Linked DNA regions of Hordeum vulgare: region 2 is linked to region 1. The links are chromatin contacts, called in public Hi-C maps. All regions are on one chromosome and are shown on one strand. The core of a region is the stretch at or near the end of the contact, and the rest is flanking DNA. Distances in the headings are between cores, read along the strand shown.

The links. Hi-C and Micro-C count contacts between places; a contact is called where the count stands out from the background.
Region 2: a Hi-C map of leaf shows a contact between it and region 1, with 5 times the contacts expected there. The contact joins the promoter of LOC123425798 here to the enhancer-like site in region 1. A contact is called at or near these places in 4 of 6 Hi-C or Micro-C datasets (leaf, seedling and an unstated tissue) and 1 of 1 datasets of contacts at active chromatin or transcription factors (embryo).

The regions. Positions count from the first base shown.
Region 1 is chr2H:192,700,551-192,703,455 of MorexV3_pseudomolecules_assembly, forward strand. No RefSeq gene overlaps it. Among protein-coding and RNA genes, the nearest start is that of LOC123425797, 160 kb to the right of the region's middle. Within about 2 kb of position 1,436, at least 3 of the 3 cell types and tissues checked have open chromatin away from gene starts, as enhancers often do. A contact at or near this core is called in leaf and seedling, where this site is marked.
Region 2 is chr2H:192,866,112-192,869,016 of MorexV3_pseudomolecules_assembly, forward strand. LOC123425798 (probable histone H2A.2) reads right to left here and starts at 1,529. Exons shown (of 2, transcript XM_045109537.1): 1 at 1,240-1,529; 2 at 506-987. The coding sequence starts at 1,428. The coding sequence ends at 769. LOC123425797 (formin-like protein 11) reads left to right here. Exons shown (of 7, transcript XM_045109535.1): 7 at 1-177.

The DNA of each region.
Region 1 (2,905 bases), core at 186-2,685:
AAACGGTTTTGTTCATGAACGACACAAGCGCACCCGACCCAAGCGCACCTAATAATAATTAAAAACGAGTGTCGTTCTCCGCATGATCTCGCCTCGCTTGACCAGTTTCGGACAAGGACTCTGCACGAGCCTCGAAGCATCACGGCCCGATCCATGACTATATAAATTAACACCAGTCAATATATCAAGCCTCGAAACTCCTCGCTACCGAAATCGCCTGTCGTTCCCCAGGCAACTGCGCGTTCAGCCGCGCTCATCTTTCTCCCCATCGGCTATAGGTCAGGCAGTCTTGAAATCTTAAAAGAAAAGATCATTGGTGCGACTCCACGCCACCGAGCTCGTCCGCGGAGAACCGAGATCTCCTCCGCTTCCTTGCCTATGAGTCTCATCGAAATCGAGCTCCTGGAGAGGCACGAGCTTGCCTCGCTACCTTGGCTGCGCTGGTCGCCGGTCGTTGGCCGTCGCACTTGTGCAGTTACCTTGAGTGCCTCCAAGCGACACAGATCTAAGTTAGGAAGGGACTTTGTGTGGAAAGTGAAACATGGAGACTCAAAGGGACTATGCATGGACAAAATCGCTGGAAAGAGAATAACGGCAGACAACCAACCGTCGATAGCCTATCCATCTTAGATCAAGCCAAAACAAATATGGATGCCACGAAGGATGTGTAGCACAATTGACTGCGTGATGTGCTCTAGATTTCTTATTATATTCTTTCTGATGCGTATACAATATATGGTTCATTTTGAGCTGAGATTTTTGCATGCACAAGTGGATTTTGTGCCTCCTAATGGTTACACATGTCTCATGGATTTGTGGCTACTGGTCTACTGCTTGTTTGTCACATGATTAGTCACGTGGAGATGGATTTCTGGGTACAAGTGATTAAGCTTGTGATTTTATGATCCTTATCTCCATTTTTTTCTTGATCTCGCTTTTGCATCATCAATTTTTCTCATCTTCTCTTTTAATATGTTTTTTGTATCGTGCCTACTAATTTTCGTAGGTGTTGGGTAGAAAGGTTATGCATGAACGGATCCATCAAGATACTACTATATCTCGACCCAAGATCATCACGTGTGAGAGGTGGGTGTTTCGGCCACACGAAGATAACAATGAGCTTTAGTTGCACAGTTTAATGTTCAAATTTGAAGTTGTTTGTTCAAAATCCATACTAAAATGCGAAAAGTCTCGCCTACAAAATAATTGTATTTTACGTAGAATTGTTTTTCCTGTTGCAAACGCAGGCAGTTGAGACAATTATTTTATAACCAATGTAGTATTAAAATCGTGGAGCGATCGGGCTGGGATCGATGCGCATGGTTGTGCGGAAGCGATGGGATCGAGTAATTAATTTTGGCACGTATGCCTAGGTGGTGCGTGCGGCTGCGGCTCGTGTCTTGTTTGGTTCCAACCTCACCTTCGCGGTAGATGCGCACTGTCAACGCAGGGAGACCAGATCAGGCGGGAAAGGGTTTTTAACAGGAGAGATGTACTCCTGTGGGTGGAGAGACCGAGCTCTGACCGGGCTGTGTCGTCGTCGGTGCATACGTGCGCGCGCTTGTTGGTGCTCGTGCTGTTTTGCTGATCGCTTCTTCACCGCAACGCGTGAGTCCGTCGTTAACGCTAGGGATAGTTTAGCTCTTTTTTTTTTTTGATTTGAGTCGAAGTTAGGATAGTTTTTTTGTTTTTAGAACCCAGTACAAACGTAAACTTTCATATACACGTGCATACGTTCATTTCAATGAATGCATACAAACACATTATATTTCTATGACCATCTTCGAAAGACTGAGACGTTATATTATCTTAAAAGATAAATAACATTAACCACTGGGTCCAAAAGAAAAATGAGCCGAGTAGGGGCACATCCTTTTTTTTAGACAAAGTTAGGGGCACATACCTAGCCGGCTGCTCCAGGCTAACTAAACACCGTGGAAAATCCTATTGGAGGCTCGCTGCGGTGACTAGTCAGGGCGGCGCACATGCCAGACTAACAAGCGTTTCGGGTGGGCCGACATGTTCAAACGTTTGAGCAATTTTGATTTTGGGAATCTTATAAGTGGTTCCCGCTCGGTTTTTTCTGGTTTTGGAACCTTCTATGAGGTTTTTCAAACTTTTTTTCTTTTTTCCGTTCTTTTCATTGCTCTTTCGTTTCTTTTTCATGTTTTTTTGTTTGAAAATTTTAAACATAATTTCATGGTTTTGGAATCTTATATTTATTCATAATTTTATAACATCTTCTTGTTTTCAAAATTATCTCCCAGTTTAAAAAATGTTCAGAAATTTCAAAAATCGTTCCTGTTTTAAATTTTGTTCAAATTTTTAAAAAATGTTCAGGAATTTTAAAAATGTTCCTTTTTCAATTTTGCTCTCATTTTAAATTTTCATCAATTTTTTAAAAAATGTTCATTTTCAAGATATCTTTCAGAAATTTCAGTAAATGTTCCTGTTTTAAAAATATCACAAATTCAAAAAAATGTTCTCATTTTCAAAAATTTGTTCACGCATAAAAAAATGATCGTGTTTCAATTTTCTGGGGGATTTTCAAAAAAAATCTCCATTTTGAAATCTGTTATAAAAGTTGAAAATCTGTTCACGATTTTCAAATTTTGTTCATAAATTCAGAAAATGTTCATGTTTACGAAAAAAGTTCAGAAAATTCAAAATCGGTTCGCCATTTCAAAAAAATGTCCGGGTTTGTCAAATATTTCATAATTACGGAAAATAGCTCAAATTTTGCAATATTGTTCGGGATTCTCTCAAATAGTGTCAAATGTGCTACCTCTATTTAGTTTTGAATTCTCATGATGCATTTTTGTCACGAGTCATCTTCAGTCGTAGTGGCTAGCAGTGAAAAAAAATGTTCATGTTTCATCATTTCAGAAAATGTTCATGTTTCAAA
Region 2 (2,905 bases), core at 279-2,778, 170 kb after region 1:
AGGAGTACATTTCTACCATCACAGAAAGGAGAGGAAGAAGTACAGTAGTAGAAAGACAGATGCACCACACAGGCTCATAAACATTGGATTCTTTTGCTTGCACTTGACAAAACTTTTTGCAGAGAGCAAAGCTGTAAATTGTCATGCTTTTAACCGAAACATCCTGCGTTCGCGTCATGTGAGTATGCTCTGGCCTCGGGCGACTTGGTCTGCCTTTTGCAATGTGGCGTGAGACCTGGTACCAGATTCGTATTCGTACTGCTGTTGTGCTGTCTTAGCTTCCTTTTCTCGATCTGTACCTACCGTTTCTTCACCGTCCGGATAGTCAGGGCACCCAAAACAATGTGCAGCGGCTGCTATATGTGGACTGATAATTGTTTATCTCCCATACCATTTCAATCGTTTTCTATCCTTGGTCGAACATTTAAGATGAAAAAATAGGCAAGAATTGACAGTGGAAATTTGACAAGAACACGGTAGTAGAATTTGACAAGTGCAGAGAATGTAACAATTCATAGATGCGACTTCTATAGAACGTAGCAACGAATTACAGAGGATGTAACCATTGTCCACACCTAGTTTAGCACCGGTACAAGCACACAGATTCATTCAGAAACTAATACGTACTACTCCTAGTAAAACGCAACACCTAGGCAACACTTGACTGCAGACGCTACTACACAGATACAACATCCACAACCTTCTGACCGAACACGCTACTACACAGATACAGCCGAGCACCCACGACCACCGAGAAGGAGCCGTCATCTAGCTATCGTCATCGGCAGCCGCGGCCTTGGCGCTGCCTCCGGCCTTCTTGGGGAGCAGAAGGTTGTGGATGTTGGGCATGACACCGCCGCTGGCGATTGTGACCATACCGAGCAGGCGGGAGAGCTCCTCGTCGTTGCGGACGGCAAGCTGGATATGTCGCGGCACGATGCGGGTCTTCTTGTTGTCCCTCGCGGCGTTCCCGGCCAACTCCAGGACCTGCACAAACAAGGGAGTCGCAACGGTTACTCTAAAATTCGACAAAGCTTCAAGCGAAATTAGCGAGCAGAACCGCCTAGGCACAAAGAAAAGTGAGAGGCGACAGATACAAATAGTACTAGTATTCTCATCCGAAACCCTAGAAATTTTCCCCAATTTGGCGGACAAACCACCGATCGACGAGACACCAACCGCTCGAATTCACCACCCAAAGCAGCAAAATCAGGCATCGGGTAATAGAATTCCACGCACCTCAGCGGCGAGATACTCCAGCACGGCGGCGAGGTAGACGGGAGCGCCGGCGCCAACCCTCTCGGCGTACTTGCCGGCCTTGAGGAACCGCGCGATCCTGCCGACGGGAAACTGGAGCCCGGCCTTGGAGCTCCTGGAGATAGCCTTCTTGGCGGCGCCGGAGCCGATAGCCTTGCCCCTCCCAGCCATGTCTACAGTACTCCGAGGGTTTCCGCGGTTGAGGAATGGAAGCGAGAAGCTACGGGAGCAAGTGCGGAGGGGGTGTGGTGTGGGTATACGGCTGGTAGGCAGGAGCGGTGGGTGGGGGGTGGATTATATAGAGGAGGAGAGCCAATGCGAGGGGAGTGCGCGGATCGGTGACGTGGTGGAGAGGACATGCGGCGAGCGGCGGGATCCAGTCCGTCGGATGGGAAGAGCCGTGGAGCGGTTGGTTTTTGGTTTACCGCCTCGGCTTTTCGCCGTTTCGGGGTCGGTGCTAACTCCAACTCCACCGCGATCCCGTCTTGTCCGTGTACATGTCTTTGACGTAAAATGGATATAAACGACATGAACTCAACACGTAAGAGCATATTCATTTTTTGTTCGTTTCATGTTCGTTTAATCCATTTACGGATCAAATTTAAGAACGAACACGCACGTATGCTTTTTGGACACTTTTTGTTCGAGTTGTGTCCGTTGCATGTGAGAGCTCACCCGCCTGTCATTGAAACCCGATGGGCCCACTCACCCATCCTTCTCTTTCCTCTTTTTCACACAGCGCTCCACCCACGACCATGACGAGGTTGACGAGCAGGGACGGCGCGCCGACGAGCAGCAGCAATGGGAGTCGGGGCGGGTGAGCGCGGCTAGGCGATGTGGGCGGCGTACGAGCAGGCGCGGCGGCCAGGCGGGCGCGCAGGCACGGGTGGGATGCGACGGGGCGGGCGGAGCAGGGCACGGGCACGCAGCCGACAAGGGCGAGCGGGCGAGGGCAGGGCGCGGCGGCAAGGCGGGCGCGCAAGCGCGACCGGTGCGCGGCGGGGCAGGCGGAGCAGGGCGCGGGCACGCAGCCAGTGAGGGCGAGCGGGCAGGGTAGGGTGTGGTGGTCAGGCAGGCGCGCAGGTCGCGGGCATGTGGGCGGCGAAGGCGGGCGGGCGGGCGAGGGCAGGCCCCGACGAACGCGCACGGGCGCTGCACCAGCAGGGGCGGGTGCTTGCGACCACAGGCGTGGCATGGGCGAGTCGTTGTAGCTAGGGCGCGATCGGAGCAGAAAGGCGAGGCGGGCAAGGACGAGGGCCTGGCGAAGCTCGCAGCAGTGGACTTGGCGAGCTGCGGGAGCGCGGGCGCGACGACTCACTAGCGTCGGCGACGGGTGCAGATGGGCGCGGTTGTAGGCTTGGCGCGACAGGGCACGGCGGATTCGGGCGATGCGGCTACCAGGAGCACGGTGGGCGCGGGCGCGGACCTCACCGACGGCAGCGACCACCCGGAGCTCCAAGCGCACGACAGCAGCCACGTTGTGTTCTTTACACGTGTGTTCTTAATGTGTTCGATTGAACTAGTATCACCCTACCTACTCCCAATATCTACTCCATTCGTTCCTAAATATAAGTCTTTTAGGGATTTCACTACTGACTACATACGGAGAAAAATGAATGAATCTATACGCTAAAATATGTCTATATAC